3 separate regions of the Mus musculus genome follow, and regions 1 and 2 are each linked to region 3. Evidence: chromatin contacts called from public HiChIP or PLAC-seq data. All regions are on one chromosome and are shown on one strand. The core of a region is the stretch at or near the end of the contact, and the rest is flanking DNA. Distances in the headings are between cores, read along the strand shown.

The links. HiChIP or PLAC-seq counts read pairs in DNA pulled down with a chosen protein or histone mark.
Region 1: an H3K4me3 HiChIP or PLAC-seq map of embryonic stem cells shows a contact between it and region 3, with 41 read pairs. The contact joins the promoter of LTO1 here to the promoter of Fgf4 in region 3. A contact is called at or near these places in 6 of 39 promoter capture datasets (the 3T3-L1 cell line, the SN4741 cell line, embryonic stem cells and 2 more), 1 of 484 Hi-C or Micro-C datasets (embryonic stem cells), 3 of 115 datasets of contacts at active chromatin or transcription factors (all in embryonic stem cells) and 3 of 9 other capture datasets (adipose tissue, liver and pancreatic islet).
Region 2: an H3K4me3 HiChIP or PLAC-seq map of embryonic stem cells shows a contact between it and region 3, with 68 read pairs. The contact joins the promoter of Fgf15 here to the promoter of Fgf4 in region 3. A contact is called at or near these places in 9 of 39 promoter capture datasets (the 3T3-L1 cell line, the SN4741 cell line, embryonic stem cells and 3 more), 4 of 15 datasets of contacts at CTCF or cohesin (CD8 T cells and embryonic stem cells), 17 of 484 Hi-C or Micro-C datasets (B cells, LSK cells, Th2 cells and 8 more), 12 of 115 datasets of contacts at active chromatin or transcription factors (embryonic fibroblasts, embryonic forebrain, embryonic limb bud and 3 more) and 3 of 9 other capture datasets (adipose tissue, liver and pancreatic islet).

What each region holds. Positions count from the first base shown.
Region 1 is chr7:144,913,483-144,917,002 of GRCm38.p6, forward strand. It overlaps LTO1 (ABCE maturation factor), which reads left to right and starts at 1,618. Exons shown (of 4, transcript NM_001357869.1): 1 at 1,618-1,847; 2 at 2,946-3,051. The coding sequence starts at 1,756. Bc1 (brain cytoplasmic RNA 1) reads left to right here and starts at 988. Exons shown (of 1, transcript NR_038088.1): 1 at 988-1,141.
Region 2 is chr7:144,895,167-144,898,610 of GRCm38.p6, forward strand. Fgf15 (fibroblast growth factor 15) reads left to right here and starts at 1,366. Exons shown (of 3, transcript NM_008003.2): 1 at 1,366-1,765; 2 at 1,950-2,053. The coding sequence starts at 1,513. Gm26793 (a long non-coding RNA gene) reads right to left here. Exons shown (of 2, transcript XR_003946907.1): 1 at 1,910-3,444; 2 at 1-1,739. RefSeq lists a promoter at 1-1,451, enhancers at 1-515, 1-324, 345-377 and a cis regulatory region at 1,218-1,232.
Region 3 is chr7:144,859,783-144,863,263 of GRCm38.p6, forward strand. Fgf4 (fibroblast growth factor 4) reads left to right here and starts at 1,604. Exons shown (of 3, transcript NM_010202.6): 1 at 1,604-2,050; 2 at 2,450-2,553; 3 at 2,983-3,481. The coding sequence starts at 1,723. The coding sequence ends at 3,159. RefSeq lists promoters at 1-1,607, 1,170-1,607.

The sequences.
Region 1 (3,520 bases), core at 368-2,867, 54 kb after region 3:
GAATGCACTCTGTAGCCCAGGTTGGCCTCAGATTCATGGCAGTTCTTTTCCCTCAGCTTCCCACATGGGGCTTACAAGTGGGGGCCACTGTCCCTGCTTCCAGGATGAATCTGTTTTGTACCCACATCTTTTTTTTTCTTTTCATTTTTTGAGACAGGTTTTCTCTGTGTAGCCCTGGCTGTCCTGGAACTTACTCTGTAGACCAGGCTGGCCTCGAACTCAGAAATCTGCCTGCCTCTGCCTCCGAAGTGCTGGGATTAAAAGAAGACCTTTGCCACCGCACCTGGCCTCCTTTTTCTTTTTGTGGTTAACTTTTTACTTGGTGTAGACTCTTCTGATGAGCAGTGTGAGCAGCGTGAGCAGAGTGTGAGGGACTCACTTTATTTTCCTGAGAAACCATACTTGCCTGTCATGGCGAGTGCTCACTGCTCTATCCTTCCTGAAGTTTGTGATTTTATTTTTATCACGGAAGTTTTACTCCTAGGAGACATTCTAGGCTGTTCTCCAGGCTTATCTCTTCTTCAGTCAACATGCCATCATGTTCATCACCAGACTCAAACTTCTCTCTTCTGTCTGACACAGTAGTTCTCATTTTCAAAAAGCATTTTGTTATAGTTAAGGATTCATTTGCACAGATGAAATTCAGTTCAAGTGGCGTGTTTACTTATTCAGCCCTCCATCAATTACAGTGTTGTATCTCTGGTCTCTTTTATACAGGAGCTGATTAACTTGTTAGCAATTGTTGCCTAAGGAACTTACTGTACTGTGGAATACTCTTTAAAACTATACTTTGGAAGGTATCTCTGATGGAAATGATGAGAAAACTAACTTCAATTTCTGCTGTTTGAAGAGTGGGTGCCTGTGAGATTGGAGCGCTTGGACAAAGTGGCTCCTCCTGCCGGCCAGCCCTTCGGAACCACCTGATACTTGACTGTGTATGAAATACTTCAGTTTTGCTTTAAATACTGGCAGCAAGTGCTAGCGTTCGGGGTTGGGGATTTAGCTCAGTGGTAGAGCGCTTGCCTAGCAAGCGCAAGGCCCTGGGTTCGGTCCTCAGCTCTGGAAAAAAAAAAAAAAAAAAAAAAAGACAAAATAACAAAAAGACCAAAAAAAAACAAGGTAACTGGCACACACAACCTTTTTCATTTTCAAAGACCCCCCCCCAAGGGCATTTTCATGTCTGGGGGCAATATTTATTATCTGCCCTTTAGGATATCGCAGTATCAAATCGTTTCCAGCCCTCAGGGAGGGTCCGGTGCAGTGTACAGATGCGGTGATTGACAGTCCGGTGACAGCAGAGGATGCCGGATACTCCTCCCTCCTTGAAGCCTGCCCCTTGGGCCCTTCCTCCATTTCCTGGGAACGCCCCTGTGCCAGATCTTTGGTAACTTTTCTCATTTCTTTAAGACCCACGTTTGTGAATTCGGTCCCATCTGTTTGGATTTTGAAAATAAAAGCAGGGTTCGTCTGGACACCGCGAGCGACCCAGACGACGTGCCCCAAGCGACCTGACCCGCCCCACCCACCACGGAGCGAGCGGTACCAAGGAGGAGGAGCAAGGCTTCCCTCGGGCTAGCCCCGCCCATGTAGCATCTACCCATGCGCAGTGGGATGGGCTTTTTTTTTTTTTTTGGCTTCTTTAGCTTGCCGTCCTTACCCGCCCTGCTCCGCGCGGCATACACGGAAGTGTCTTCTTCATTCTGACAATCCGGGCGTTTGTGATCGCGTCTCGCCAGTTGGCGATTACTACACAGAATGAAAGGAATGCGAGGGCCGGGGGAGAGCCGAGACACCGCCATGGCCGTGGAGCAGGACATATTTGACGCCGTCGTGATGGCGGATGAGAGGTGGGCAGAGAGACCCGGCTCCGCCCCGCCCCGGCAGCTGCTGGGCAGTCCTCGGGGATACCCGCCTTCGCCATCTGCGAGCTGCCACTTTTTCTTGTCCTTTAATTGCCGCACATACGGCGGTATTCATGGGTCTGCTGATGGATATGTCGGGCAGGCCCCTTTGGATCCTGAAAAGTCCCCAGGGAACGCCTGGGCGGGACGGTGGCCCAGGTCATCTTGGCCTCTCCAGGCTGGCTGCTCATTGTGGGTTGGGTACCTCCCCGGGTGACTGCTCAGGCTCGGTTTAGGGAGTCGGGTCCTGGCAGATGCCCACGCCCCCAAATGGGGAGCTGTTCACTGCCTCACATGGGGGCTTCCAGAACATTCCTTCAACAGCGCCGGCAGCAATTTATTGCCAGTTTGAGGGTTGAACTCTTAGACACAATAATACCCACCTACCCAGAGCATCCCAGTGGTGGCATACTGTCTTGATCTTGGGGACATTTTCTGTACCTCTACAGAGGTGTGAGGAGTCCTGGGTGCTTGGAGTGTTTTAGAAACAAACAGGTTGAGTTATGATGGCATGTAGGCTCAGATGCACCTACCCTCACACCTACATTTTCAAAAGTAGATTCCTAGTGTGTTCCGAGCTTGCTTGAGTTTGTATCTTTACATTTTCCTTGTGGGTTCTGGTGCTCGGCTGGGTTTGGTAGTCATCTGTGTAGCCTACCTACAGTTACAGATGATAACCTGGCTTTCTAGGGGTTGGGGCTGTAGTTCAGTTAGTAGAGTGTTTGCCACAGAATGTAGCCCATATGTATCAGGGCTCCTCTTGGAGATGGTGGCACACACCTGTAATCTCAGCATTCAAGAGCTAGAGGCAGGGCTGCTTGAATTGGAGGCCAGCCTTGGCTGCACAGTGAGATACTGCCTCAAAAATGGGACTAATGGGCACAGTAATGGGCCAGGGTGTAGAAGAGCTAGACCTAGAAGCTGTATTCTGTGACTTGAGTTTTAAGCTTTTCCTACTACCCAGACTGCTGGGTCCAGTGGGATCTGGATAATACAAGGCAGGAAGAGGTATCTTGCCTGATGATGTGTGTTTCTTTATCACAGATTCCATGGGGAGGGATATCAGGAAGGCTATGAAGAAGGCAGTAGCTTGGGGATCGTTGAAGGAAAGCGGTATGGCATGGTACATGGAGCCAAGATTGGGTCTGAGGTAAGTGAGAGGGCTGCCTAGAAGTGACTTCATAGATGAGTGTGGTGGTCCTTACCTGTCATCCCAACAGTCAGGGAACTCTAGGCAAGCCTCAGCTAGATAGTGAGATCCTGTCTCCAAAAACCAGGCTGGGGAAGTGGCTCAACAGCAGAGCATGCACCAGCATGCATAAGGCCATGGCTTTGAAACAGTGCCTTGAGGAGAAGAACAAAGGCATTGAACTTTTCCTCACAGCATCTTGCCTTTTCCCCACTACAAGGCCTTTGGTGTGGATTCATCGCCCAGACAGAAAATCCTTAGCACAGAGTCACCAAAGTTGGTTATGGAGTAGCACAGCGCTGTCTCATATCTTTAGCCAGTTCCGGCCTCACCCAGATGTGTGCCATGTTCACTGTGACATCCCATAGGCTCCACAGTTTTTCTTCCCTTGTCTTTGTCCTTGCTTAGCTCCCTCTTCCAGATCCCTGAT
Region 2 (3,444 bases), core at 116-2,615, 35 kb after region 3:
GGACTCTTCAGTAAAGCCTCTGCCAACCTCCCTGGTACCCCACATTTATCACGGACATTAAAACAAAAGCGTCAGGAGAAGGCAATTAAGATTAATAGCCCGCGCTGTCGATTGAGAATCACAAGGGAGAAGTAATTAGATTTTACAGGAGACATCGCTCTCTAAAACAAGCCTCACAGCATGGGAGTCCCCGGTCCTGAGAGCCTTCGGTGATGTCTTTTTGTAAAGGCTTTCCTGATGACATTCTCCCAGAGCTCCGTCATTAATGCCAGTCACTGATGGCGTCTGAAAGTGGCGTGTTCCTCATTGAGATTCATCAGATCTGCCATTTCTCTGCTGTCCCGCCCCTGCAGACAGACCTCCCATCACCACGGAGCTAGGCCAGTACCTTTTTACCCAAACCAGCCTCCTGGGGCCCCACATACAGGAGTTGGGGGGTTGGAGGCATAATGAGAAAGGATAAGCGCTGAGCCAAAGCCCCCTGCGAGGACCCTTTCTTTCAGGCAGGGGAATTCTCTGCAGGCTGCCTCCTTTTCTTTGCAAGAGCGGCTCTAGGAGAAGCCCCCATTCTCCTCCCACCTGACCGGCCGCCAGCAGCGTCCACCGTTGCTCCTAGCTGGCCCCCTCCTCTCCGGTACGCAGCTGTCCCCCGCGCACAGACTCAAGGGCCTGATCATCGACCCAAGAGGGGATCCCGCGGCCTGCCGTGCTTCTGCACGCTGGTCAGTCCACCCTTCTCAAAAGTCGCAGCCCCAGTGACATTCCACTTGTGGAGTCCACGCGCGAGGCAGGCAGAGGACGTGCAGACAGCGACTGGCAGCACATTGGAGACCGAAACTAGGGCTGAAGCGCCACCTAGTGCGTGCGACACGTTCTCACGAGGTCTCCACCTTGTAGGGCAAATATCCATGAAAAGGGAGCCTAGGTCTGGGGCCGGGAGAATGAGGGAGGGTAGGATCTGCGATAGCGTGCTAAAGGAGAGATTCAAGACTCAAACAGGGGGCTACGGAGGCAGAGCTCTGCGTGCCTTCTAGTCTCTGTGACTGTCCCACGCGCATCCCTCTGAAAGCCCAGGGCCTGAAGACCTCAATAATTAATAGTAAAATTAAAATAGCCTATTCAATAACCACCAAGATACTGTGCATTGAACACTTGCTCCCCAGGCCAGGGTCGCAAAGGGGGGGCTCCTCCTCTGCCAGATCTGGCCGGCCTGGGCGGGGTCACTGGGTTGGGGCTTGAATGGGTGTGTGCGGGGGGCGGAGACTTGATGCAATTAGGAGGAGAAATGCTCTGATGCCCGGGTCACCTACCCGCGGGGCCCGCGGGACGAAACGTATATAAGGCCGCGTGCCCGGAGCCACCCCACTGTCGGAGCAGTAACTCTGTGCGCCCCACGCCACAAGCGCCCAGTTGCTTTGTGGGTTGTGCCTGCCCTGCGCCTGCAACTTGAGTCCCCGCCGCATCGCAGTCTCCGCGCCACCTTTGTAACGGCCTTCAGGACCCCGAGGTGTCATGGCGAGAAAGTGGAACGGGCGTGCGGTGGCCCGAGCCCTGGTCCTGGCCACTCTGTGGCTGGCTGTGTCTGGGCGTCCCCTGGCTCAGCAATCCCAGTCTGTGTCAGATGAAGATCCACTCTTTCTCTACGGCTGGGGCAAGATTACCCGCCTGCAGTACCTGTACTCCGCTGGTCCCTATGTCTCCAACTGCTTCCTCCGAATCCGGAGCGACGGCTCTGTGGACTGCGAGGAGGACCAAAACGAACGAAGTGAGTATCATTCAGCCCGTCCCCTCCGGTCCCTTAGGACCCAGAAGCACGTGGGTGTGTCGCCGTGGCCTTAACATCCTCCCACCCCTGACTTCCAGACTGGAGCTGGGGAAGGGCGATGCAGTGTGGCCCCGCTGTACTCACGTGTTGCTGGGGCCCGGCAACATCTTTCTCTTGCTCGCAGATTTGTTGGAATTCCGCGCGGTCGCTCTGAAGACGATTGCCATCAAGGACGTCAGCAGCGTGCGGTACCTCTGCATGAGCGCGGACGGCAAGATATACGGGCTGGTGAGTGTTCCTCCACGCGGCGGGATGCTCGCGGCCGCGTTGGGTCCGTATTGTTTTTGTTTGTTTGTTTGTTCTTTCGCCTCCTGCTCAGGTCCAAAAGGAACTTCGAGGGCAAGGTACCAATGATAGTGGGGCTAATATTGCTCTTGCCCGCCCTGCGTAAAGTGATGGCCCCAGGCTGTAGCGGGGGAGCAGGGAGACCAGAGAAGCTGTCTAATCTTCCCAAAGACTGGGCTAACTGCTGAGTCCCATTCAGCTTTCGGCCCCTTTGATACTGAACAGGAAAGCCTCCTCTCCTGGCTTTGCGTGTTCGTGGTCCTCGATTTCCTCCCCCTCCCTCAAATAAAAAAGAAAAGAAAAAGGAAAGAAGGGTCTTTTCAATCAATTTTTCTTAGGTCCATGGTGTGATGCAAAAATTAGATACTTTAGAAAGTACCCAAGATGCTCATCTGCTTGTGACCTGGGGGAACTGGAGTGAGGCGAGATGGCTAGGTTCACATAACCCCTAAAAATCGGTAGTCATGAAGTATGTAGGCTAGTGCTCTGTAGGAATAGAGGCTGGGTTCAAAGAAGCCTTCAGCCCTACCTCTGGCAGTACCAGTGCGAGGTCCCCCAGTGGGGAAGGATGGCTACCGGACTTAACGTTTTTGTTGTTTTGTTTCTTTAAGAGTCCCCAAATTGTCTGTGGCTCTGAAGTTGATTTATCTACATGAAAAGACCACAGAGAAAGGAAAGAAAGAAAGAAAGAAAGAAAGAAAGAAAGAAAGAAAGAAGGAAAGAAAGAAAGGGGTCTGCAGAGAAAGGAAGGGGCTTCAGAGGAGGGGGTCCCCTGCCTGGCTGAAAGCTGACACCCAGGCCCAAGCAAATCTCCTGCCTGTATCTTCCTGAAGTCTTTATTTGTGCTGGGCAAGGAGTCCGACCTCCATTCTGCACTAATGTAAATAGTGTAGGAAGGCCCCATGGGAGCTTTGCCCCCCAATTCTAGTGCCACCCTGGATCTGGTGGGCATAATTCATTTCAGACTCTCCTTTTTAAAAATAGAAGCCCCATAATCCATTGTTTCTATATGGAAAAAAAAAAGAGTGACCAGTTGTCCATATGAATTCTCCAGGAGAAATACATCCTGTGTTTATCTACAGTTCACATTTTTTTTCAGGGAACATGGCCCCTCCTGCCTGGTGGCTCTGTCTCAGTGCCATCAGCCAGGGCAGGAGCAATTGGTTCCTGGAATTAGCCTGTTATCAGAGCCTTATCTGCCAACTGTCTTCTACCTGCAGTTCAATGACCTCTGCATGCTTAGGCAGACACAGCCTGTGCTTATTGAGCCATGTAGGCTCCCCAAGGGAATATGGCACCAGTCTGGGAGACTACCACTGGTACCTCAAGCCTGG
Region 3 (3,481 bases), core at 354-2,853:
ACAGCCTGGAGCAAAAAGCAGGCCCCAAAGCAGTTTGATGATAGTGCCCAACCTTGGTCCTCCTGACTACTAACCACTGTCAAGAGCACCCACAGGGTGTGGTGGCCAGCAGCTCCTTCTGCAGTCACAGAGTCAGGGATGCACTCCCAAATTGAGTTGGGGTGGGGGGACCTGCCTACCACCAGGGCAATGATCTAGATCTGATCCAGCCTGGGCCCAGCCCCAGAAAGGAACACCCAGGAGTGCCCAGACTAAGGCCTGCAGCCCTCCTCCAGTGACACAGCAGGGGATCTAGGGAACCCTGTTACAGGAAGGGATGTTTCTCAGCAGGGTGTGTGTATGCATGCTTATGTGTGTACATCCATGAGTGTGTGTGTGTGTGTGTGTGTGTGCGCGCGCGCGCGCGTGTGTGCGTGCGCACACGTGTTCGTGGGAGCCTGTGCACAGCTGACTTTGCTCCCTAGCAAGCAAGGCCAGCAGCAGCTCTACCTGCCACTGGAGGATGCGGTTATCCCAGGCTGCCAGGTGCATCAGAATGCCTCATTAAGGGATTTGGAGACATGGTGTAATCCCCACTAAGGGATAGATAGATGCTCAAGTGTCTCCTCTAGGTCTCAGGACCTGGCTGCATTTCCGTTGGTGTTCTGAGTAGGACCAGGAATGATTGGTGCAAGCCCAATGACAGAGGTTTGGCAGAAGGAAGCCACAGCTCCCAGAAGCTCTGGTCCAAATTACTGATTCCTCGGTGAGGGGGTGCAGCAGGCTCTTCGGCTCCTCCATCAGTGGCCAGGTCACCTGCTGGCTCCAGGTTCCTCAGATACCACAGAACAGGGACATTCACACCTAGGAGAACAGTACCAGGGTTCTGCCCAGTTCACCCCCATCAGGCCAGAATGGCCACAGTTGGGTGTGGGGGTGCTGGTGGGGGAAGGGACCCTTCCAGATCCTTAGAGTTTGACATGCTCCTGGGTTGGGAAGTTCTGGCCTCCACACTTGAAAATCTCTGGGGAACTGATGCCCAATGTCTTGCCAGCTTTCTGTCCTTGCCTTGGGTTACCTAGGAGGAAAGTGCGGGTCTCTGCTGTCCCTGAATGTCCTCAACCTGAGTTCTCTTAGAAGCACCCACTCCGTAGTTTAGACTTCCCATCACCTGGAAGACCCTTAAATTTCCAAGCCTCTGGGGCCAGACCAAGCCTTGCCTCCCTCCCTCCGATCGTGCCCTACCTCCCGGCTCCCTTAGAGTTACACCCTGATAGCCAAGCCACAGTGTGACTTGCCTCCCACCGTCAGCTCAAGCCAGTCCTTGGCGCAGCAGAAAGGTTCTGGCGGTTCACCAAGTGTCCCGCAAGGAAGGAGCACAGGAGATGCCCTGGGGAGCAGAGAGCCAAGGGGCGGGATCAACAGGTTCGAGTGCGGGGCGGAGCCAAGAGTAAGGGGTTGGGGTCTCTCCAGGTGACAGTAGCCACCGCCAGGCCCGCGCCTCCTCCCCCGGCGGTGATTGGCAGGCGGCCTGCGCCCCGGCTCCCAGGCGACCGACGCCCCGCGGGGCAGGCGAGTAGGAGGGGGCGCCGGCTATATATACCACTGCTCCGGAGGGCTGGGCGCGCGGGGACTATCCCGCCACCGTTGCGTCCCTATTTGCTCTCGCTACTTAGGTCTGTGCGCAGCACTCACCGAACTCACGGCCCGCAGCTCGAACTCACGCACGGCCCGCGGGCCGGGATGGCGAAACGCGGGCCGACCACAGGGACGCTGCTGCCCAGGGTCCTGCTGGCCCTGGTGGTGGCCCTGGCGGACCGAGGGACCGCCGCACCCAACGGCACGCGGCACGCAGAATTGGGGCACGGCTGGGACGGCTTGGTGGCCCGCTCGCTGGCACGCCTGCCGGTGGCCGCGCAGCCCCCGCAGGCGGCGGTCCGCAGCGGCGCAGGGGACTACCTGCTGGGCCTCAAAAGGCTTCGGCGGCTCTACTGCAACGTGGGCATCGGATTCCACCTGCAGGTGCTGCCCGACGGCCGCATCGGTGGTGTGCACGCAGACACGAGGGACAGTGAGTTCTGGGCGCGCCGAGGGGATAGGGTCCCGGGCAGTAGTAGTCTCGGGGGCTGAGTAGAGTCGAGCTCCCACCCCTTGGGCTCCAGGACTGAGAGCGCACCCGGCGGCCGAGCCCCGCCTCCCGCCTTCGGAAGCCTGGTCTCTCGGTGCGGAATTCCATCGCCTTCACCCGCCCGCACCCACGGGAGCCCGGGACAAGCGCCCAGACTGAGGCTGGACTTGAGGGCCACCGGTAGACAGGAGATGAGCTCTTAAAGCTTGCTTTGGGGACCCTGGGCTTTTCACCCCAGCATCGAGATCCCAAGAGGCTTAGAGTCGGAGGGTCTGTGTGGGTCCAGGGTCACCTAGGCTTTTCTGACCTGCGATCCCTCCCCCCCAACCCCCGCCTCCCCAGGTCTTCTGGAGCTCTCTCCGGTGCAGCGAGGCGTGGTGAGCATCTTCGGAGTGGCCAGCCGGTTCTTCGTGGCCATGAGCAGCAGGGGCAAGCTCTTCGGTGTGGTGAGTGCCAGCGGGTCTGGCTGGGCCACCTGCTCGATACAGTGTGCAAGACTAGCGGGATTGTAAACCCTTCACCCCACACATACACTTGTGTGTTGGTCACAGAGGACTGGCAGTAGGATTGCCAGGTCTCACGTTTTCAGTCAAAGTAGCCAGAGCCAGGCTGGGTTTCTAGACCAAGGGAACTACCCCATCCAATTTCCTCCTGAGTGAGGTACTTACTGATTGGGGCGGGTGGGGCGGGGAGAGGGGTACTCCAGCAGGAGATATTAAGTTGATAGGGGCAAAGCAGGTGAGCTAGCTATGCCTAGCGTGGACTTATCACCTCTTCGAAATCTGGGACAGTTTTGACACTCCGCCTACCTAAGAAAGATCTCTTGGGTCCCGATTGCGGCAGGTCCCTGGCTCACCCAGTACCCTCTTTCCCAGCCTTTCTTTACCGACGAGTGTAAATTCAAAGAAATACTTCTGCCCAACAACTACAACGCCTACGAATCCTACGCGTACCCCGGTATGTTCATGGCCCTCAGTAAGAACGGGCGGACCAAGAAGGGGAACCGAGTGTCGCCTACCATGAAGGTAACCCACTTCCTTCCTAGACTGTGACCCTCCGGAGCCCTGCCTCAGCCTCGGAAGCACACCCTACCCCTCAGGAGGAGCACTTTCTCTCGATGGAGAATTGTTTGCAAAAAAACTGGTCTAAGATATTTAAATTATTTAAATATGTATATATGGACGCCCAATTATTTATAATTTTATGTATTCTCATTTTCGGGGGGGGGGATATGACCAAAAGAACAAACAAATTGCAGCTCAGACCTCTTTGGAATAGCGGAACAGACTTCTTTCTTCACTATCAAAGATATGGGTGTGATGCTGTTTCATGTGTGCCTCTAAAACTTGGTGACATCAGTTTCCAAGGGTGCCT